7 separate regions of the Mus musculus genome follow, and all the other regions are linked to region 2. Evidence: chromatin contacts called from public Hi-C, HiChIP or PLAC-seq and promoter capture Hi-C data. All regions are on one chromosome and are shown on one strand. Each heading gives the region's core, a stretch centred on a gene start, on an enhancer-like site or on the middle of the called end of the contact. The rest is flanking DNA. Distances are from core to core; before and after follow the strand shown. Region 1 has its middle 260 kb from the start of Gm36251. Region 2 holds the start of Arpp21 (cyclic AMP-regulated phosphoprotein, 21). Region 3 overlaps Gm36251 (a long non-coding RNA gene). Region 4 has its middle 220 kb from the start of Gm36251. Region 5 has its middle 280 kb from the start of Gm24957. Region 6 has its middle 300 kb from the start of Gm36251. Region 7 has its middle 16 kb from the start of Gm46133.

What was found. Promoter capture Hi-C pulls out the DNA fragments that hold promoters and counts their contacts. A called contact is a pair of places that touch in the nucleus more often than the background predicts. HiChIP or PLAC-seq counts read pairs in DNA pulled down with a chosen protein or histone mark.
Region 1: a promoter capture Hi-C map of hippocampal neurons shows a contact between it and region 2, with 12 times the contacts expected there. The contact joins the enhancer-like site here to the promoter of Arpp21 in region 2. A contact is called at or near these places in 8 of 39 promoter capture datasets (3T3-L1-derived adipocytes, the C10 cell line, cranial neural crest and 5 more), 2 of 484 Hi-C or Micro-C datasets (cortical neurons and forebrain), 3 of 115 datasets of contacts at active chromatin or transcription factors (embryonic forebrain, forebrain and neural progenitor cells) and 1 of 9 other capture datasets (liver).
Region 3: a contact with region 2 is called in an H3K4me3 HiChIP or PLAC-seq map of forebrain, with 7 times the contacts expected there. The contact joins the enhancer-like site here to the promoter of Arpp21 in region 2. A contact is called at or near these places in 7 of 39 promoter capture datasets (the 3T3-L1 cell line, the C10 cell line, embryonic stem cells and 3 more), 2 of 484 Hi-C or Micro-C datasets (cerebral cortex and cortical neurons), 4 of 115 datasets of contacts at active chromatin or transcription factors (embryonic forebrain, embryonic hindbrain, forebrain and 1 more) and 2 of 9 other capture datasets (adipose tissue and liver).
Region 4: a contact with region 2 is called in a Hi-C map of cerebral cortex, with 2.8 times the contacts expected there. The contact joins the enhancer-like site here to the promoter of Arpp21 in region 2. A contact is called at or near these places in 6 of 39 promoter capture datasets (embryonic stem cells, hippocampal neurons, liver and 1 more), 1 of 484 Hi-C or Micro-C datasets (cerebral cortex), 5 of 115 datasets of contacts at active chromatin or transcription factors (SST interneurons, embryonic basal ganglia, embryonic forebrain and 2 more) and 2 of 9 other capture datasets (adipose tissue and liver).
Region 5: a contact with region 2 is called in a promoter capture Hi-C map of hippocampal neurons, with 11 times the contacts expected there. The contact joins the enhancer-like site here to the promoter of Arpp21 in region 2. A contact is called at or near these places in 7 of 39 promoter capture datasets (HPC-7-derived erythroid cells, cranial neural crest, embryonic stem cells and 3 more), 5 of 115 datasets of contacts at active chromatin or transcription factors (T-cell acute lymphoblastic leukemia, embryonic forebrain, embryonic hindbrain and 2 more) and 3 of 9 other capture datasets (adipose tissue, liver and pancreatic islet).
Region 6: a contact with region 2 is called in a Hi-C map of cerebellar granule neurons, with 4 times the contacts expected there. The contact joins the enhancer-like site here to the promoter of Arpp21 in region 2. A contact is called at or near these places in 7 of 39 promoter capture datasets (3T3-L1-derived adipocytes, cranial neural crest, embryonic stem cells and 4 more), 9 of 484 Hi-C or Micro-C datasets (cerebellar granule neurons, cerebellum, cerebral cortex and 2 more), 4 of 115 datasets of contacts at active chromatin or transcription factors (VIP interneurons, embryonic forebrain, embryonic hindbrain and 1 more) and 1 of 9 other capture datasets (adipose tissue).
Region 7: a promoter capture Hi-C map of hippocampal neurons shows a contact between it and region 2, with 16 times the contacts expected there. The contact joins the enhancer-like site here to the promoter of Arpp21 in region 2. A contact is called at or near these places in 6 of 39 promoter capture datasets (the 3T3-L1 cell line, embryonic stem cells, frontonasal cranial neural crest and 3 more), 4 of 484 Hi-C or Micro-C datasets (cerebral cortex, cortical neurons, frontal cortex and 1 more), 5 of 115 datasets of contacts at active chromatin or transcription factors (embryonic basal ganglia, embryonic forebrain, embryonic midbrain and 2 more) and 2 of 9 other capture datasets (liver and pancreatic islet).

Annotation. Positions count from the first base shown.
Region 1 is chr9:112,863,856-112,866,783 of GRCm38.p6, reverse strand. No RefSeq gene overlaps it. Among named protein-coding and RNA genes, the nearest start is that of Gm36251, 260 kb to the left of the region's middle. Within about 2 kb of position 1,658, at least 9 of the 459 cell types and tissues checked have an H3K27ac peak or open chromatin away from gene starts, as enhancers often do. A contact at or near this core is called in cortical neurons and hippocampal neurons, where this site is marked.
Region 2 is chr9:112,231,720-112,234,636 of GRCm38.p6, reverse strand. Arpp21 (cyclic AMP-regulated phosphoprotein, 21) reads left to right here and starts at 1,325. Exons shown (of 21, transcript NM_001362020.1): 1 at 1,325-1,545. It also overlaps a transcript of 2900079G21Rik not described here.
Region 3 is chr9:113,079,887-113,082,586 of GRCm38.p6, reverse strand. All of the region lies in intron 5 of Gm36251 (a long non-coding RNA gene), which reads left to right. Among named protein-coding and RNA genes, the nearest start is that of Gm36251, 42 kb to the left of the region's middle. Within about 2 kb of position 1,261, at least 4 of the 459 cell types and tissues checked have an H3K27ac peak or open chromatin away from gene starts, as enhancers often do. A contact at or near this core is called in cortical neurons and forebrain, where this site is marked.
Region 4 is chr9:112,904,720-112,907,419 of GRCm38.p6, reverse strand. No RefSeq gene overlaps it. Among named protein-coding and RNA genes, the nearest start is that of Gm36251, 220 kb to the left of the region's middle. Within about 2 kb of position 1,314, at least 4 of the 459 cell types and tissues checked have an H3K27ac peak or open chromatin away from gene starts, as enhancers often do. A contact at or near this core is called in cerebral cortex, where this site is marked.
Region 5 is chr9:112,803,125-112,805,854 of GRCm38.p6, reverse strand. No RefSeq gene overlaps it. Among named protein-coding and RNA genes, the nearest start is that of Gm24957, 280 kb to the right of the region's middle. Within about 2 kb of position 1,439, at least 5 of the 459 cell types and tissues checked have an H3K27ac peak or open chromatin away from gene starts, as enhancers often do. A contact at or near this core is called in hippocampal neurons, where this site is marked.
Region 6 is chr9:112,825,433-112,828,487 of GRCm38.p6, reverse strand. No RefSeq gene overlaps it. Among named protein-coding and RNA genes, the nearest start is that of Gm36251, 300 kb to the left of the region's middle. Within about 2 kb of position 1,722, at least 7 of the 459 cell types and tissues checked have an H3K27ac peak or open chromatin away from gene starts, as enhancers often do. A contact at or near this core is called in cerebellar granule neurons and cerebellum, where this site is marked.
Region 7 is chr9:113,156,112-113,159,179 of GRCm38.p6, reverse strand. No RefSeq gene overlaps it. Among named protein-coding and RNA genes, the nearest start is that of Gm46133, 16 kb to the right of the region's middle. Within about 2 kb of position 1,524, at least 23 of the 459 cell types and tissues checked have an H3K27ac peak or open chromatin away from gene starts, as enhancers often do. A contact at or near this core is called in cerebral cortex, cortical neurons, forebrain and 1 more, where this site is marked.

The sequences.
Region 1 (2,928 bases), core at 409-2,908, 630 kb before region 2:
GCTTCATGTGACAGACGCTCTGGATCTTTCTCTATATTCACCGGGTTATTTCCTTACACAGTTGACAGTTGTTTTATGTTTCCCTATGATCTCATAGCAATGATTATATCTGAAGTGGCCTGACTTTAAGGTATGGGGACTGGGGTTCCAACATATCTGGGGAATGGAAAGATTTCAACTAATGTTAGCCTTCCCTGTCTTTTGCAAAATGTCATAGTTTCTTAACACAAAAAGCACATTCACCCTATTGTCTCAACAGCCTCCAACTCTTTTCCAGATTCTATCAATATAATAATTAACTCTGGGAGCCCAAAGTATTGTCTTAAAATTTAATTGAGATGTAGCTGCACCCAGGAAATTTGGCATTCTTGGGCAAAATTGCTCTCATGTCAATGTGAGAAATTCAGAAAACAAGATACCCGATTCAAGTTCAGATGAACAACTATGGGATATACATTGCACTCTAAGGGGAAACATCAGAGGAGCAAAGGCCTTTTTGGTCTAAGAGAGCTTGCAACTCAGTGATGACAAAGGCTGCCAGCATTTGTAGGATGCTTTCTCCCTGAGATTTGTCTTCAGTGACTACTCCCCTTTGCCCTGGGTCAGTGATGTTATGGTCTGAGCCCTTTGCAGTGTTTTAGAGGTGGATGTCAGGATAAACCTCAGCCTGCTTCTAGAACTTGCTGCCTAACGAGGCTGCAGACCTTCCGTGTCATCCAGTACCATTTGTTCTTTGTTCAGCATCTCTTCTTCAGAGCATCCCTCTCTTTCCACGTTGTTCTGTGAGCAGAAAGGCGGTACCCAGCAGCTTTGCACACTCATTTCTTGGAAACCAGTTCAAATAAGTGCATAAGTCCATTACTCACAATTTCAAGTCTCTAAGAAAACGTGCTCAATGTAACTCAGGCATTGTGACATGATAGCATCAGCTACAAGCAGACACCAAAATGTACGTTAGTTTCTCAGAGCTGTTGACATGAACATTGGCAGCTGAGTAGTTAAGACAACAGGCATGCGTTGTCTCTTAGTCCTGGAGACTCAAAGTCTGAAATTAAGATGTCAGTTGGACTCTTTCCTTCCAGAGGGTGGGAGAGTCTGTTCCATGTCCCACTCCATGTTTATAGTGACAGAGGTCTGGCAAATCTCAGCTTGCTTCTCTCCTGTCTATAACCTCATTTCAACTAATTATATCTTTAATTACCCTGTTTCCAAATAAGGTCATATTCTTCAGTAATGGAGTTAGGAAACAATGTAATTGCAGTTGTTGTTGTTGTTATTTATTTTTTGCAGGGTGGGGGGTACACGATAATGTCTCTTCAGAGAAAAGAATACATGTGTTCCTTGGCACCTTCTGTTCTCCAGCTATCCATCTGTCTATGGAGAAAGGGGACAGGTGCAGTGACCTTGAATGGCATCTAAAAATGCAGTTTTAAATCTGTTAGCTGCAACAGCAACTTACTTTCTTCTTTTGCAGGATGGTAGAAGTGGATTTACCTGGGCATTTATTTCTTTACTTTCCTGTAACCTCACCAAAACGATAGCAAAGAGAAACAGCAAACTAAAAACAGTTGAGTGTGACAAGTGTGTGGGAGGAGATGAGAGCTGTAAAATTCAGGAAGCTGGAGAGAGGCAGATGGGAAACTGATTGGACAGCCCTGCAAAAGCTGGAGGCTAAGTCAACAATGGAATGCTAGGAGCAGACAGCCTGAAAACATGGGCTTACAGCATATGCATCACACATATTAGGGATGGGGGCTCCAAGAGCCTCTTGCAGGCATGGAGACCTGAGCTGAATCTCCAGAATCCACATCAGTAAGCTTGGCATGGTGGTGCTGGTTCATGATCTAGCACTGGGCATGTGGGGACGTCGGAATCTCCGGGGCTCGCTGAGAAGATATCTTAGCTAAGCTTGATGCCTGGTGGATTCAGTTCAGCAGGTGGAATCCCAAGGACTCACATTGTAGAAGGAGAGAATTAACTATATTGGGTTGTACTCTGCACTGTGCAATGCATTCTCCCCCTCCCTCCCCCTCCCCCTCCCCCCTCTCTCTACACACACACACACACACACACACACACACACACACACACACACACGATCACATTGTAATAGCTAAATCAAAAATTGGAAAGTCTTTTTCTCAACCTGTATCTCTGCTATGTCTTTTTGAGGAAGCTATCAGATCATATCTTCTTATCAAGATGATGTAGTAAGTAAAACTAGAGGAGAACATGGAGTCCAGAAGGCCTAGAGATATATGGGACTCCTCGATGCCCCTCATGTAGTATAGTGTGCTATCATTCTTAGGAACACTTCCCTTGTATTGGCTCATCTCTGGACGTATATCCCATAGCCTTAGCCTTTTGGTCCTGAGTGTATATCTCTGTGATATTCAGACAAATAACCTGAAGGGAGGGCTAGGTAGATCTATACAGTGTTTTGACAGTAGATGTAGGGGCTCATTTCTATGGTACTGATTAAGAAAAATAAGGTTGACTCACATTTAGCAGCAAGATATTAGCTGTTCATTTAGCAGTGTATCAACATTTTGAAAAAGAAAATGGCTATGCACAAACAAACAGCAAGATACAGATGGAGATGGAAAACCAACAGTGTTTATGTAAATGAAGAACATCTGTAGATGACAAGCTATGTGTTGAATACATTGGAACCCAACAGTTTGGTAGGAGAGAGTGATGGAGACAAACTGGTATTGAGATGAGCAAACAGAACCAGAGAAGTACCCAGGCTGGCATACATTCCCTCCATACTCCTTCTGTCCCTGGTAGAGCCTCTGCAAGCTCTGTGTACATAGCATTTGGTTTCACTCAGGAACCAGAGAAGAGACCAAAATATTTGCTTCCTCCTGGTCTCTAAGACACACAGTGGTGATTTCCCAGATGGATGCAGGAATTTCAGGGAATATA
Region 2 (2,917 bases), core at 76-2,575:
CAGACAGGAGCTCAGCAGCCTGTGGTGACATACAGACTCTCTAGCAGCGAAGACCTCCAAGCGTCCGGAGCGGTGACAGTCCAACAGCCGCAGCCACGCGTTCCCCACCAGCGCTGTGCCTGGGCAGCGCGAGGACCCCTGCCTCCAAGCCAAGGGCTCCTTTTGCTAGCAGTTAAAATAAATCGACCAAACAACAAAGGCAAGCCACAAACCAAACTGACCCAACCAAAGCATTCACTGAGAAACAATAATTACTCACAAAAGCCCCAAACGAAATCCAGTCAGTCAAGGCACCCGGGACGCTGGGTCACTCCACTGTTCCTTCAGGTAAAGAGCCAAGTCTTCCGACATGAGCATCACAAGCCCTTTGTGTCTGGCTGTTGGGGCTTTCTGCTTCTGCTGCCCCCTCCCCCTTTTTTTTTCTTTCTACCATCTATCTGTGCTTTCCCTTTGACCTGTTTGTCGTTTCTGTGTTGTTTATCTTGTTTCTATGTCTCGGCGGAAGGCATGGGTGGACTCTCTTTCCCTCAAAGCAGGCAGAAATTGAAATCTGGGAAGGGAATTGAAAGGGACGATGCTTTCTGTAACAGAAGTTTCCAGTAATTTTATATGGGTTTTATGGTGCCAAGTTTGGACATTCTCTTGTTTCAGTTGAAAACTTGTCACTTTCCTCAGTTACCACAGAGGTCCTGGGTCCCAAGAGGTCGGAGAAGGGAGGGAGAGGAGGATAATTTTTTGCTTTATTTTTTTTAAATCTTGAAGTCATTTCCATGACAGCCTCTGGTGTAACGTTATCTGTCTCGGGTGATAAATGTGATAGTAGGATTGGATCTGTATCAGGCAAGTGTTTTAAAAAGTTTCTTCGGAAGAGAAATTACATGGCTTAGCATGGATGTCACGGATGTATTAAATTCAAAGCTTGATCACCTTTTACAGACACAGACTAAGACTGGAGCCTAAGTCTTAAGAAAAAAAAAAAGCAATGAGGAAGGTAATGTCATGGCGGGATGGGAGGTGTACGGTGAGGTTGCTAGAAATGGTCCCCCTAAGAACGTGTTGCAGATGGAGACCATCATTTCGCTCTCTGCCTTCTCAAAGGATGCAGCTTCTGCAAGCTAGAATGACAGTCTCTAGAATGGAAATGAATCTGTATTTTTTTTTCAAATTTTGCTCCAATGCAGAATAAATCTAAACTGTGCCCACCCTTTCCTCATCTGCCTTGGAACCCAACTCTGCAGTTTACTGCTTTAAGTAAGCAGCAAAGTAGACAGGGCAGGCAGGGAGGCACTTCTTGTTTCCTTTTTTTTTTTTTTTTTGTAATTCTGTGAAAATCAGAGAGCCTTTGATATGCTCTTCAGCCTAAGTAGACCCTCTCTTTCAGGATTATGTTACTATAGGGCTTGATGTCTGAGTGGCATTTTAGCTAATGTCATTTTCATGAAAGACAGTCATTTGGAAGGCACTAGGGCTAGTTATGCTTCCTTCAAATAGCAGAGTGATCTTAACATGAGAGACCCTGTCTTCGGGGTTATGTAGCCCTTCAAGGTATGTACCTGCTTATGTCTGATTCTCAGTGTCCTTTGTCCTCATCTTCCTTTGCTTTCTAATCGCTTTGACTGGCAGGCTATTTTTATATTTCTAGAGAATACATTTAGATGTCTTTTTAAAGTGATACATGTTTCCATTCTCAAAGATTGGGAAAAGATCATCTCTTGCTATGCTCGTCTGTGCTAATATGATTTGGTTTCTGTGTAAATTTAAAGGCATTGCTTTAGACCATTGTATTATACATGTCTTAGTTTCTCCTTTCCGGGTATGATTTATGTCGTCCGAATGACAAAGTAACTATTCCTCTCGGTGAGTGCTTATTTAACAGTACTTTGGATGAGGCATATTTAAAGAAACTTAAACAGCTCCTCCGGGGAATACCATTAGGTTTCTTGGTGACTTAATTTCATTCACTATATGGTGATTTCTTTTTGCTGGTAATTCAGTTCAGACCCAGACAAGTGTGTGTGTGTGTGTGTGTGTGTGTGTGTGTGTGTGTGTGTGTGTGTTTTATTAGATTTGCACATTGCCAATCTCTCAGTGACTGCTTGTCATAGATCTCAGTTGAGTGTGGTTACTTGAGAACTGTAGCAATCACCCTGTTAGAGCGTGCTGCACTGAGGAGTTCCTTGCAGTCTGTTTTTTAACGCTGTTTAATGAAGGAGTGGGCATCTCACTCTGCAATGAAAGGAGCCCGAGAACAGACAGAGCCCTGTGCTGCTGTGGAGACTGCAGAGCAGAAGGGAGTGGGAAGGTAAAGCGGGCTGCAGAGGTGGTCTTTTGAATCGGGTCCTTATAGCTTATCGATGGAAATCAATCGGTTTGGATGAGAGAATTCTCTCTGAATAGCTGGTTAGATGCTCCTTCAGCGTCTTTGCTGGTTCTTAGAAAGAAGACTCAATAATTTGAGTTTCTGAAAACTTAGAGGAGATGCTAACTGGGGACTTCCTGTGTGTCTACTATTTTTAATATAGGCTGTGAGAATGTTGGGTAATGAATGCAGATTTAATTTCAAATTCCTGAATCATTGTTCTGCTGTGGCAGATGGGTTGGACCTTATGAAACATTCTGAGATTCAAAAAAACTACCACCAGCTTCAGATATGGTGATAATCTGAATTTCTGCTGTGGGAATTTTGGGTTGATTTTTCTGTCATAAACTTGAAACTTTGCACCAGAGCTGTGACAACTAAGGGAATCTGGAGGTTTTAGATGGACTTGGTGAAATAGTTGTGTTATTTTCTCCCTTTAACTTTGAGTGAAATGTCCCTCATTTATCTTTCTAAAGAGTGCATATTTTAAAATGTCTCTGAGGTAGCATTGATTACCTTTAGAATGTTATCCTTGGGGGCCAAATATCTTCACATAAT
Region 3 (2,700 bases), core at 12-2,511, 850 kb before region 2:
ATAAATTGATGAGGTGATGGATGCTAATTAGCTTCACTGCATCTTATACAATGTTCACTTCAGTCAATGTGTCATATCATACTCCCTTTCTCTCTTTCCCCCTCTCTCATATCTATCTATATATCTATCTATCTATCTATCTATCTATCTATCTATCTATCTATCTATCTATCTATCTATCTATGGCAATTAAAAATAAACAAATTAGTTTAAAACTTCATTTCATTACTTTTGGCTATAATTTAAAATCTGAACCATACTAAAATCATTCTGTTTATTTTTAAAAGTTTATTTTTACATTTACTATATATTGTACATGTGTGTATATATATATGCATGTATGTATTTATGTACATGTGTATACATATACTACAGTTTTCATGTAAAGGTCAGGGGACAACTTTTGGGAGTCAGTTAGTTCTTTTACCATTTAGATTCTGGGGACAGAACTCAGTCCTCCAGGCTCTGCTTCAGGCACTTTCACTGCTGAGCCATCTTGATGGCCCTGTAAGCACATTTTGCAACAGCTTGTCTAGCATGCCCCTTTCCAGTTCTGCTAGGTCTTGCCTGGCTGTAGGCTGTTTGCTGAGCAGGCCCTGAGTCTTGCTCTGGTGGGCTCTTGAGCGTGCTTTTCCATGACTTAGAGAGCCTTTCATGTTCCAAAGCTCATGAACTCTGAGTCATCTTTCCACCACCCTCCTCTTTTCCATCACCCCTACCCGGCTTCTATCAATTTCATTCCCACCTCAGGATACATTACATGCTTGTTATATTCATTCTGGGCAAGCTGGGCACACTAAAAATACATCTAACGTCGGAAGTGTGTGATGGATGAATGCATCAGAATGTATAATTCTTCTGGAAGAACCGCCTGGAGTCTGAAATATAAGTATCACATAAACAAAGGACATGAGGTTTAAGAGCTCTGAGTTAAATAAGGCTTCGGTGGACCCAAGTTCAAACTCAATTTTTTATTCATGAAAAAGTCACATTTCTTGTTGCTTTAAAGAACTGTTGTTCATGTACCGTGCCTCACGGATGTTACTTATAAAGTCTGACTCAGAGAATTTAGGAAAGGTTCTCTTCTGTTTTGATCAATGTGTCATATATGGGAAAAAAATCACACTTCAGGACAACGATGTAAGAGTTTCTAGCCGTTTCTTTTCAGGATTCTAAAAATAGTTTGTGTATGAGGGGAGTCATGGGTTGGGGCAGACACTATGTGTGTGCATGAGGGGAGGCAGGGGTGGGTGGGGCAGACACTATGTATATGCATAAGCCATGTCATAGGTGGTGGGGTCATCCCTGTGGAACAGAATCTGTGCCTGTCAACCTGGGTTATAGTCTTCAAATGGCTCTGGAGATGTCAATTTCTTAAAACAAAGGAAACTGGACACATGCACCCAGCATTAGCTGAGCCAAGCTGGCTGATCACCAAAGAAACAGGGAATCTTAGGAGTAAGCAGGCCGAGGGAGGCAGATCACACTCCTAATTACCTCCACAGCACCCTCATTTTCATATGCATGGCAATAGCTTGCTCTAAATGTTTGTGCCTAGGTTTAAACACTCAGGAAAATTCTAATTAAGGAAGAGCTGGTAGTAGAGGGTTGTACATTTAAAACAAACATAGGTTTCCTTGACATTCAGGAGTGATGCTGGCCACACATCAGTATGTATCACGCAGTCAGCTATTCTCTAGTAACAAACCTTATATTTAAATAAGTGGGGCAAAGGAATATGGTGCAGCCTCCTCCGTGTAGAAGGCCGTGTGAAGTGAGGTCAGGTCTGTTCTGTAGTGGTCATCTCATTCTCTCTCCTGGGTGGATCTTTGTCTCATTTCAGAGTATAGGTAGTTCCCCTTCATAGTTATATTGGTTCTTGTGTATGTGTATTTTATTGTTGGGGACAAGGGACTCATGCAAATGGGATCATTGCCTAGTGTCTCCTTTGAGTAGGTCATTATTCATGTAACTCATTTTTTTTTTTTGCATGTTGATTTTATGCCCTACAATTCTATTGAACTCATATTTCAGTTCCAAACATTTACTTTGAAAGGAGTCATTAGGGGGCTGGGGAGTCAGGAATGCACTTGCCTTGCCTGAATTCCATCCCCCAAACCCATAGCAATAAAAGTTCATAATCCCAAGCTTCAGAAGGCAGAGATGGGCAGATCTCAGTGGCTCGCTGACCAGGCAGCTTTGTTTACTTGTTAAGCTCAGGTCAGTGAGACTTCATCTGAAAAACAAAACAGAAACAAACACCAAAACAAACAAAAAATACAACTAACTGGCAACACACACACACACACACACACACACGGTTGGTGGTAAACACACACACACACACACATAAACACTCACACACACACACACACACACACACACACACCTCTAAGTGCAGAAGGGTCATTAGGGATTTAAACTACTATTAGGATAGCTTGGTGTTTTCTTTTCTTGTGTGATTGTTTCTGTCAGTACATTCATATTGCATAGACATGTGGTGGCAATAGGTACCCTCACCATCTCTCATTATTTGGTTTTATATACTAGACTAATCTTGAATGTCATAGATAAACTCTGTTTGGTTAGTATGTGTAAACTTTTGGATGTATTACTGAACTAATAATTCCCAGTATTGGTCAAGCCCAACAGAATCCCAGCACAGAGAGAAGAGGTAGTCTTGAAGTCTTCCTCTTAGCT
Region 4 (2,700 bases), core at 65-2,564, 670 kb before region 2:
GTCATCAGTAACAAGAGCTTTGAAATAAACCCAGCCTTTTTATTGACTAGCTCAAGGCTCCTTTACTGTCATGGTTTCTCAACACTGCCATTTCTTCACTGGAGGAAGACCTTAAGTGCCTCTCCCTGCTTCAGGACATACAAGAAAAAATGAAAGTTAAGGTATCTAGGGTGAATAATAACATTTTCACTTAAAGGTCTTCTAAATACACACATCCAAGCAGCCTACAGAACATACGAGGAACATGTTTGGTCATAGTTCAAATGACCCCTTTCTCCCTTAGGGTCAGGTACTTTAACACTCAGTTCCCAGTTGGTGAAAGTGTTTTGAGAGGTTATGGAACCTTTAGAAATCGGAGCCTTGCTGGAGGAATGATGTCACTGGCGGTGTTACAGGGCTTTGCAGGCTCATGGACTCACCCCACGTGCAGTTTGCTCTGTTTTCCAGGAGTGTGGCTGAAATGTAATCAGCAAGCTTTGGGCTCTGGCTTCCTGCCGCCATGGTTTCTCTCCAATGTGGAACCTCCCTCTGGAGCCCTAAGACATAGGATTCCTAAGACAAAGAAAAGGTCTTTTTCTTTGATGTCTTTACACAGAACATGTTTTGGGGGTTGGACAGATGGCTCAGGCAGTAAATCGCTTCAGCAATAGTGAGGCCTGAGCTGGACCTTCAGGACCTGTGCATCTCCTGTGGAAATGCAACCCTTGAAGCGAGCTGGTTAGTTAGATCTCTGAGTGCAGGAAGAGGCCCTGTTGCAGTACATAGTGTGAACTGCATTAGGGAAGACAGCAACCTCAGGCTTCCATGGGTGTATGCACACATGTGCATACAAACATACATGAGTGAGTACCCCCCTAGAACATGCATGCACATATGCATGCACACCATAGGCACTCCCACATGCACAATCAAAACAAAACCACACATTTTGCTAAAGTTGGAGATGGGTATATTTTATGCTCATTTTTCATCTCCCAAATCCTTTATCCTTTTTTCACTCCTGTCACCTGGCCTCTACGATTCTCTGGTCCCCAACTTCCACTCTGTCATTGCAGAGCAGCATCACAGAAGTATCTCATTTTTTTTTAAAGAGCAGAATTGGGGCTTGACATAGAGGAAGGGATCCGGAGACTGCAGAGAGAATTTAATTAGGTAGATGGGATTTGGGAGGCAGGAGCTTTTCTAGGACACCTGGCTCACCCTTCTGTGTAATGGGAGTTGTCACTAGCCTCTTGCTGGCAGCTGAGGCATCAGGATGTGGGTGTCACTTCTCATCTGAATTAAACGCTGCCAGCAGTGTGACATCTCAGGCAAACGGAAGCTGCCGGGTGCTCAGCTGAAGGGCTTTTAGCTGAGGTTCTTTCCAACCCAGTCAGAGGGGCTCTGACTTGGCGGAGAAATGTCGGGCTAGGAGAATGAAGAGTATTCCTAAGCTCCAAGTCATTAGACAGTCTGCTGAGCAGAAGGGGCTTCGCCTTTGGCCACACTAAGGCAGACAGGTAGAGAGGAAAGGAAGATGAACCTTGCATCTTCACCTTGCTGTGGGTAAATTGGTTCCTTAAGTCTTAGTCTCACCCATGTCTAGGCAAAGGCTATATAACCTCATCAGTACACTCAGAAATGCATATTGGATGCCTACTGAATGGGCATTGTTACAGGGACGAGAGCAAGCTGCTTACCATTAAGCAAAGTCTCTGTCCTCATGACACTTGCTTATCAAGGGAAAAAACCAACTACAATGGCCTGATATGTGGTCTTAATGCCATGAAATGGTCAGAGGACAACGGTGGAAACAGTAGAATTAACTGTAAGGTAATGAAGATTACTGTGTTCCTGACACAGCATAATGGACGATGGCCTCGCTGAACTCTGCACAGCAATAAGAACTAATGATTTGACTCTTGCTTTCATTGAAACCTAGGCAGCTGCTCAAGTCACATTAGCTAGTTAGGTACACCACAACCTGTGGAATTCTGGTAATGAGCCTCTGGTTCAGCGCTGGCACCAAAATAATGATGTTGCTATTGATAAAACTGTATATATCACAGCACTGCTGACCCCCTGTGAAGGCTACTCAAAGTGAATATTCTATGTATTTAACCTGTAATACAGATACAGGCAGAAACAAGATACAGGCGGGGAGATACCTGAGGCTATCTTCTGCTTTCCTCTAGCTTCCTGTCTAGATCATGGAGTTCTGTCACAGGCAAACTGTGGGTTCTGCTGTTGCTTTAGTTATTATCTTAAAGAGCTTATTTTAGTTATTTTAAATTTAAGTTTGAGTTTTTTCATTGTATGGACAGAGACAAATGGAAGCAAGGAATAATGAGGTTTCCTGTGGTTAGGAATGACATTTGGGCTTGGGCAAAGTCTGGAGAGGGAGAAATACGAAGGGGCTGTTGGGAACAGAAAGAGGGTAAAACAGATTGGGTGCCTTGTTTGCAGAAATTAATGAAGCTTTCACAAACCAAACCAAACCAAAACCAAACCAAACCAAACCAAAACAAAACAAAACAAAAAAACAAACAACAACAACAAAAAAAAACCCAAAAACCAAAAAAAAAAAAAAACCAAAAAAACCCAACAACAACAACAACAACAAAAAAAAAACCCCACAAGAGTTGGAAGCAACCCAAGTGTCCATCAACAGGATAATGGCCAAATAAGTGATAGAATGTTCTCCAAATGGGGTGATAGACA
Region 5 (2,730 bases), core at 190-2,689, 570 kb before region 2:
GGTGTGTGCACCTGTGCATGCATGTGTGTGTGTGTGTGTGTGTGTGTGTGTGTGTGTGTGTGTGTGTGTGTGTATGTATGTGTAAGTGTGTAGATCAGGGGTTGATCTGAGTGTCTTCATCAGTCCAGTTCTGTCTTGCTTTCTGAGGCAGTAGCTCTCCCTGACCCTGGATCTCACTGATTCAGCAAGGCTGGGTCATCAGTGGGCTCTGGGATCTACCTTTCTTCCCCTCCCCAGCTCTGGGATTACAGACATACAATGCTGTGCCTGATATTTTAAGTGGTTGCTAGGAATCAAATTCTGGGCCACATGTCCCTCATGATTGTGCAGGAGATACGTTCTATCAGTGGAGCCATTTCTTCAGCTCCCATCTTCCCTTTCTTGATCATGAATCTTTGAAAGTAAGGGTGATTTGTGACTACAACTGTTTTCCCAATCTATGCATTTATCACCCCTTGTGATATCCAAGTTATCTCATGACATTTTGTTCTTGAGGAGGCCACTTTGTGAAGAGCTCAGAGTTTCCCTTTCCTGAAATTTTCCTATAATTTGTTAGTCTCAAAAATGTTTTTATCTCTGAATACATGCGCATACATGAGATGAAGGGGAATGAACATTCACAGCCTTAAAAATGCTATCACTGCTCAGGTTCTCTGGGGATAGAGAGTTACAGAGCCCTTAGAAGGAAACAGATAGCTTTAGAGGTGGCTTCTGAGGGTCACATTCAAGGTCTCCCTCAGGATGAAGGCACAAAGGTGCCCCAGCAGTTGTAATCACTGACTGCTGGCAACTCCAAGATACTCACTATGAACTGTATGCAACTGAAGGAAGCTGACCCAGAGGATTAAATATACTTCTTAGAGACACCCAGAGTTCTGTGAGTGATAATATTCAGAGGCACTGAACCCAATTTTAGACCTTTCTGAGGAGCTGTCCAGGTCTAGAGATGATAGTTCCATCAGAAGTGAATTCATCTTTGTTTAATCCTGCATCCCCCATTCTCTGAGAGGTTTCTTCCTGAAACCCCTGCCAAATGAAACTCCTACATGCAAATTTCCATCCTGGGAGCCTGGCACGGCAGCCATTTTCCTGCTAGATCCAGCTGGCTGAAGTTGTATTCCTGGTGTCCAGTGAACACTGCCACCACTGATTCCCTCCCCAGGCCCCATTCTCTGTGTTCTCTTCTTGGCAGTAAGGGGAATGTCTTGATGTTTACCAGTAGTGGTCTTCTGACTTGACTCTTTCACTGTTGGGAGCTGTTCTCTGCTTGTCTGCCTTGATGATAATGTTACTAGGATACTGGGTGAGGTGGCGTCTGGTATTATCATCCTTTGGCATTTTAAGCCCATCATTCTCAAAATGATCCCAAACACAGCGTGACTCATACAGTCTAACGCAAGCATCATACACTAGTATTAGTCATTAATCTAACTCCAAGCTGTCTAAACTGTCCATTGAATTTCAGAACATATACGTAAACCCACCCCTGACTGATTTCTCAGGGACTGCTCTGTATTTTGTGGGGACAGGAAGCTGATTAACTCACTCTTGGAGTCCACATTTAATACTGGGACTCACCTAGGGAAGTGTGTGGCCTGTGAGAAGTTCTCGAAGTTCTATGGACATTGTATGAGAATGGAGAACTTGAGACCAGAGAAAGAATTCTCACAGTGGGCTATCTGAGGTTTGCATAAAGAGATATGGAACAATAAAAGCCTAGGTTCCAATCAAAACATCATCTTCTAGCTATAAAATTTAGGGAAAATTTTTATTATGAGGGGTAAATGGTCAATGTTAGGTTGAGTGCCAGTTCCACTGCATGATCATATTTTTATTAAATATTATATAACACATTAGAAACAGGGTAAACTTGAAGCCAAAGCTGTGGGTGTGCTTTTGACAAGTCCTCAGACTTCCTCTTTGTTATTGTCATCCTTGAATAGGGTGATGGTAATTGAGTGAGTGTATGATCTCCTAAGACCTTGCTAACTGCCCTTTCTATATATGTGTGAAAATCTAAATATAGCTATTCACATTCTCAGAAGATAATGATAAATCCTAAGAGCCTTAGGATTTGTCCTCATAAACAAAACTGAAAGCCACCAAAACCCAAAGTTGAACATTAAATGTTTGTGATTCACTGCAATTTATCTTGCGATTGTATACACAATAGATTTCACTTTTTATTGAACAAACACATTTCCATCAGATCTCCCCGTGGTATCTTCTAAGAATCATCGTATTTATAATGAATAGAGCTCTTCATATCATTTATTGAATATTTAATAATTCTAGCATGCATCCTAAAACAAATATATATTTTAATTTTTAATGACAATGAGTATATAAAATTCATTTTTACTTTTAGTTTATAAATTCACATCAACTAGGTGCTATAGAAAGACCAGCATTATTATTCTAATAAATGAAATTTTGGTGTCAGAATTGAACTCACATCTTCTGATTAGAAAGTCCCTTATGTTCAAACAACTGTGCTATCACTAGCTCATTCTCTCCACAGCTTTGCAAGGTATTCTCCTTCTCTTCCTCTCTTTCTCTTCTTCCTCCCTCTCTTTCTTCCCTCTCCCCCTCTTCCCACCCTGCTTCTTCTCCTGTAATCGAGTTGAGGTTAAATACAGAATGACGATTACCCATGTTCTCACTGGATTTGTGTAGTGAATGAATCCCGTTCCAGACTGTCAGCAGTGTGAATAAAGATTACATAGAAAC
Region 6 (3,055 bases), core at 473-2,972, 590 kb before region 2:
ACGCTTGCTTAGTGAATCTGCTCAGATTCGAAGACATCCTGGATCCTTAGAGTTAACAGCTAAGCATATGGATCTTCTCTGCAGGAGGAAAGGTTTCCCTTCTCTTTATAACAGCCTTTGCCTCAACATTTGACAAATGAGCTTCCCCCTCAGGATGACAGGCTATATCTTCATGGAGCGCACTGTGCAGTGCTTGGAGACATTGTAAGAATATAGATTCAAGTTCAGGTCTTAGGTAACTCTGACCCTGGTGATCCAGAATCCACACTTAAAGAGTTAAGACCCTAAACTCTGTTATGTTAAGGTAGTGATTACCTTGCCAAGCTCTGAAGTTCATGGAAGTGAACCAGGTGACATTGCTGCTATTACTTGTCTCACACTGGGAGAGACAAAAGGGATGCCCTTCTTCTTTTCTTTTCTGTTCAGTACCTCTCAGCATAGTCTCCTCACTATGTTCCAGAACATTCTGAGATGTGTCTTCTTTTCTTTCTGTTCTCACAAGTTTTCATTCATCTTGTGATATTGTGAAATCCTTGAAGGAAAAAAAAATATGTTGCCTGTTCATCTTGGAATAGTCAATAATTAATTGGCGACTTAAATTAAAATAAATTTGATTTTGAGGCATTTACCATCTTTTGACCTATATACTCTATTTCTAGAAGCTTTGGCACTGCATGGGATATCAGTATAAGCCAAATGTTTGATCCCAGTATAAGCTCATGGTTTGATGCCAGCACTGAAGAAACACAGACTTGTACATGTCTGTGAACACAAGGCCATCCTGGCCTACAAGGTGAATTGAAAGCCATACTTGCAGAGAAGGAGGCTGCTAAAATTGTGTCTGCAGTTAAGAAACAGAGAACAATCAGGAAGTCACTGTAAGCACTAAAACCCTAAGCTCCATTCCTGTTGCTCACTTCTTCCAGTAAGCCTTACATTCTCCAGATTTCACACCCTCCCCCACACCTCCACAGCCTGGGCATCATGTGGTTAAAAGCATGAGCCTGTGGAGGACCATTTCACACCTCAGAATCACAGCAGAACTGAATAGCCCATTGCCTTGATAATTATTACGTAAATTGAATAATTGGTTCCTAAGGTTTTCCTTTTCTTTAAACTTAACTTAAGGTGTTTGTATTTTAAAATCACTGAGTATCACAAGTATTGTGTTCAGGAGTTATCCCTTTTTCAGACATTAAGGTCATTGGAAGGTCAGAAAAACATGTTAGCTTCACTTAGGAAATGATGGATAAGAGTCATGAGAGCGGAAACCCGAGAGTCAGTGGACATTTAAGATGTGATTTTTTTTTTTTTAAATCCTTGCTTCTTGGTGCCTTCTTTAGGCCAGAGGCTGCAGCAGCATCTAAGAACTGTTACAGATGCATATCTCAGGCTTAACCCCTGAGCTTTTCATCTGGAACCTGCATTTTGACAGGATGGTCCTAATGTTAAATTTAAGAAATACTGGATGAAGGGAGAATAGGTGTCAACTAGACCTACAGCTGACTTTGGGCTTCTTTCTTGCATTCGTTAAGGGGTGTCTGGTTTCTGGCAGGATGGAGGCAGATGCTCCTCACAGACAGAACTCCATCACGACCAGATACCTGGACCACAGCAGAGCTCTGTCATCTGGTAACAGCCTTCTTCACAGCAGGAGTGAGGATCTCAAAGAGTCCCAGCTCTGGGTCGAAGGAATGGTATTCTGAATGAGATGGCGAGGCTTCAGCTGTTAACCAGCAGGAGGCTGCTGCTTCTTGACAGCATGAAGGGCATCCTGGGTCCACCTGACTGTCTGTCTGGGAGCCACTTGTCACATAAGAGCAGAAAGGAGAGTCGCTGAGAGTCACTGCCAGGACTTAGTTGGCATTACCTTCTCATCTATAATCATTGGGATCCTCTGAGTGAGGTGTGGGGTTAGAGCTGCCGGTAATCACGTGCCCTGTTATCTCCCCCCCCCCACCCGAGAACGAGGATTGTGAGCCTGAAGTTAACCATAACAGTGGCCTCTGACTTGTGAAAGATAAGGTAGTTGGCAGAATGTGCTATTTGAGTCTTGGGAGTCTAAAGAAGAATCAGTGAGGGAAAAATGGATATTATTTTGTTTTTTTTTTTTAAAGCACTATGATCCTGGTCTTTCTATTTTAAGAATAAAAATGGCAGAACCCAGTCCTAACTGACATCCCTTCATACTCCTTCAGAAATCACTAAAAAGACTTAATATTCTCTTAGTCTCTCAGTGCCTTATTATGTACAGTTTTCATTCATCTTACCATTCATTTGACAAATATTAGTGGAGCAATAGATATTCAGTCACTGATGGCCAAGGAAATCCATATGAATTGGCAGAGTGATTTCCCTTGAGGCTATACTATGTTCAGTAATGGTGATAGACATATCAAGAGACAACACATTGTCGTCAGAGCTCCATACATACTCCCTAATGTGTGCACAGGTGGCTATGCAACCTAATGTGTGCATAGCTAAAACTGATAATAATGTGGCAGTGGCATTGGGACTGCTAACACACATTCACATTTTTTTAACATGTCAGGAACTGTGTCAAGTACCTGCTACTACTCAACTCATTTGGTTTTTATGATCCTCCTATGAAATAATTATTACTATTCAGATTCTCTAGGGTAGAAGCATAACATGACCACGTACTTTATGAACAATCAAGTTCAGTCAAGTACATATACAATCAAGGACAGCGCAGGAAAGCTTCAAACCTAATACAATTGTGTTTGGAGCAGAGCCTAGAGATATAAAACTAAATGCGCTAATTCCATCCGAATGAGTGTTTATGAGAGGAATGCTGGTTCAGGATTGGCACTGGATATAGGAAGAAATGAAGGGTCTGTTTCTTTTATCAAGAACTCAACACCAATAAGGAATAAACAGACATGCATGCTTGTGTGTGTGTGTAAACTTCTAATACAAAATATTAAGGGAGTAAAGTGAAGGAATAATGAACTATATTGAGATGTGATGAAATATATCTATTGAGTTGTGCCAGGACTAAGTTAAATTCTGGTTAATGAATAAGAACAGACCA
Region 7 (3,068 bases), core at 275-2,774, 920 kb before region 2:
ACATACACAACATACACATATACACACATACATACACATGCATACATACATACACACACATATATACATACATACACACATATACATATATACACACCTATACACACATACACACACAACACATACATACACACACATATACACCTCACACAACACATGCATTCACATACATACATACCCATGCACACATATACATACACACACATACATACACACATAATACATACACACATAATACATACACACATACACACATAATATATACACACATACACACATAATACATACACACATATAATACATACACACACACACACACACACACACACTATACCTGGAGAAGGGGTGGGTGGGACATCCCACAGCATGGATCATTAGAGTATGTTAGGAGCTATTGTATTTGCTTCATGCTTTTAAATTTCATTTAAATTCCATGTACATTTGCTGAACACCTAGCAAATGCTAGTTCCCACGCTAAGCCTAGGGGCGATTATAAAGATGAAGATGTTGCCTGGCCTTCGTTCCTGTGAAGGGGCCTATCGTACAAAGGCTGAGTTGTAGAATTAGGGCTAATCAGTCACATAGCCCTGGGAGCATAGAAAGACAATTGGTTAATTCTGCCTGCAGGGTATGTATGCTGAGAGATGAACACATTGCATGGCCAAGGAAAGACACTGGATTTTGAGTTTGTCAGTTCCGTTTTTTTTTGGTTAGTGATGGATGTGGGAGGGACCAGGCCATTGTAGGCAGTGCCACCCTGGGCAGGTAGGTGGTCCTGGGTTCTATAAGGAACAAGTTAAGCAAGCAATGGGGTGCGAGTAAGCAGCACCCCTGGGTGGCCTCTGCTTCAGCTCCTGCGTTACGATTCCTTCTTCAGTCCCTTCGCCTTGACTTCCTTTCACGATGGGGTATGAAGCAGAAGTGTGAGCCAAGCAAACGGTTGCCTCCCCAAGTTGCTTTTGAGAAGTATTTTTATCACAGTGATGGAGAAGCAAATTAGAATACCTCTGTAGGCAGTAGTAGAAAAAAAGGCAATATCTCCTAACATTTCCTTACAATAGAGTTTTATTTCTGTGTTAGCACACATAGACACCCTTCCCCACTCTCTCCTCCCCCCCCCCCCCCCCCAGACACAGCTAAAGTCATACAACTTCAGCGTCCTGTTTTTTTCTGGTGGTCTGTATTATCACACGGCAAACATTCAGACTACACAGGTCCTGATGAGATCTCCTGGTAAGGGCTGCTGAGTTAAACTGCTTCCATATGGCAGGCGCCGTGGAACAGGCCCAGGCTGGGTTTGTGCAGAGGAGGGGTGTAGTTTCTCCCCATTAGAATGATTTATAAAACCTGTCACTCTCATGTCTGCAGGTTCATTTTAAAGGGATTTGGTAGGATTCTGTTTGTTATCGTGGAAGGAAGAGAATAATATTGCCCCAGTTTTCACTTCGGAGAGTAACAGAAAGTGACAGCCCAGAGGCACGCTGGAACGGTGACAGCAGGAGGGTCTACTGGGAAACAAGAAAGAGGGAGAGTGGCTCCCACTGAACACCTGCGTGGTCCGGAGCACAGTTCGGAGCGTGTCTTACCTACGGTTCCACTCATCCCGCAAGATAAAATGAAACCATAGCACAAAAGTGCGCTGGCAAGCACTTTTCCGATGTTCGGCCTAATTACTGTTTTCTTTTTGTCCCAGGGATAAATTCATTAGAGACCATTTCTCAATTTCTGCGACCAGATGCTGATTTGGATTCACACAGTGGGTCTGTTTTCTTTTACCTGTATATTTGAAGTGGGAAGGAGGGAGGCAAGAAGCAGGTGGCCGGAATCATGGGAAGAGAACAAACGAGAGTGTGTGCCTGAAGGGATTAGAATTTTGTTATCAGTTCCTGCTTTGGATTGCAACTCCTGGTCTGCTGCACACTGGTCCCATCCAGGCACCACGGGAAGAGGGTCCCCATTTTCTTTCTACCTCCCACACCTTCCCTGGTGATAAAGAACTAAGGATGTGGGGCTGGCTTGCCACTCTGGAAAAGGAAAATGATTTAAATGTCCTTTTAATTCCTTACCAACCTTCACCCTTATTTTTAAAAGCATGCATTGATTGTACATAATAATGAGTTTCGTTGTAATATTTAACTTTTTAAAGGACATTTTTTTTTTCATTTTTAGCATTTTAATTTACGTGTATGGGTATTGGTATAGGTTTGTATATATCTGAGTGCAGTGCCTGCAGAGGCCAGAAGAGGGCATCAGATTCCCCTGGAGCTGGAGTGACAGGTGGTCGTGAGCCATCTTAGGGGATGCAGAGGAACAAACTCTGGTCCTCTGCAAATGGGTCACACACTCTGGACTACTGAGTCTCCTCCCCAGCTCTTCAATATGAAATTTTTATGCACACATGTAATATGTTTTGACCTCCCTCATGGTCTTTTTTATTTTTTTTTTTTTTTACCTGCTTCACATTTATGCTGACATCATCCTACCTAGCTGGTCCCCTTCTACTTTAACATTGTCCCCCCACCCCCAATAATAACACATGAGTGTATGAGTGGTGTGTGTGTGTGTGTGTGTGTGTGTGTGTGCATGTGTGTGTGTGTACATTCCAATGAGTTTCATAAGGATTGGATATAGGGGCATGGATGAAGGGTTACTTATAGAGGCATGGACAATTTATCAATAACTACACCACCAAAGAAAATCTCTCTCCATGCCCTCATTACAGTAGCTTCTTGCACATCCTCAGGGAGAGGTGGGCCCTCCTGGGCCTTTCCTTCCTTCCTGACAGAATGTTGACAGGGCCACCTGTGCAAGTTTTCTGTCAGCTCTGTTTTACCCTGATCTAGATTCTTAGGGCATTTAAAAGCTGCAGCTCTTTAATTTTGGACACGTTGAGACCAATTATTGTATCCAATTCCGTTAGCTATTCTGGCCCTATCAGCCCTCTGTGGACCTCAGCATCTGTGTATGGAAAGATCAGCTGTTTCAGAGATGGTCAGTATAAGATGCTCTCACCCAAGTGACCCATAGTCAGGATTCTACCTGAAAATAGGGCAGCTGAATCACTTTCC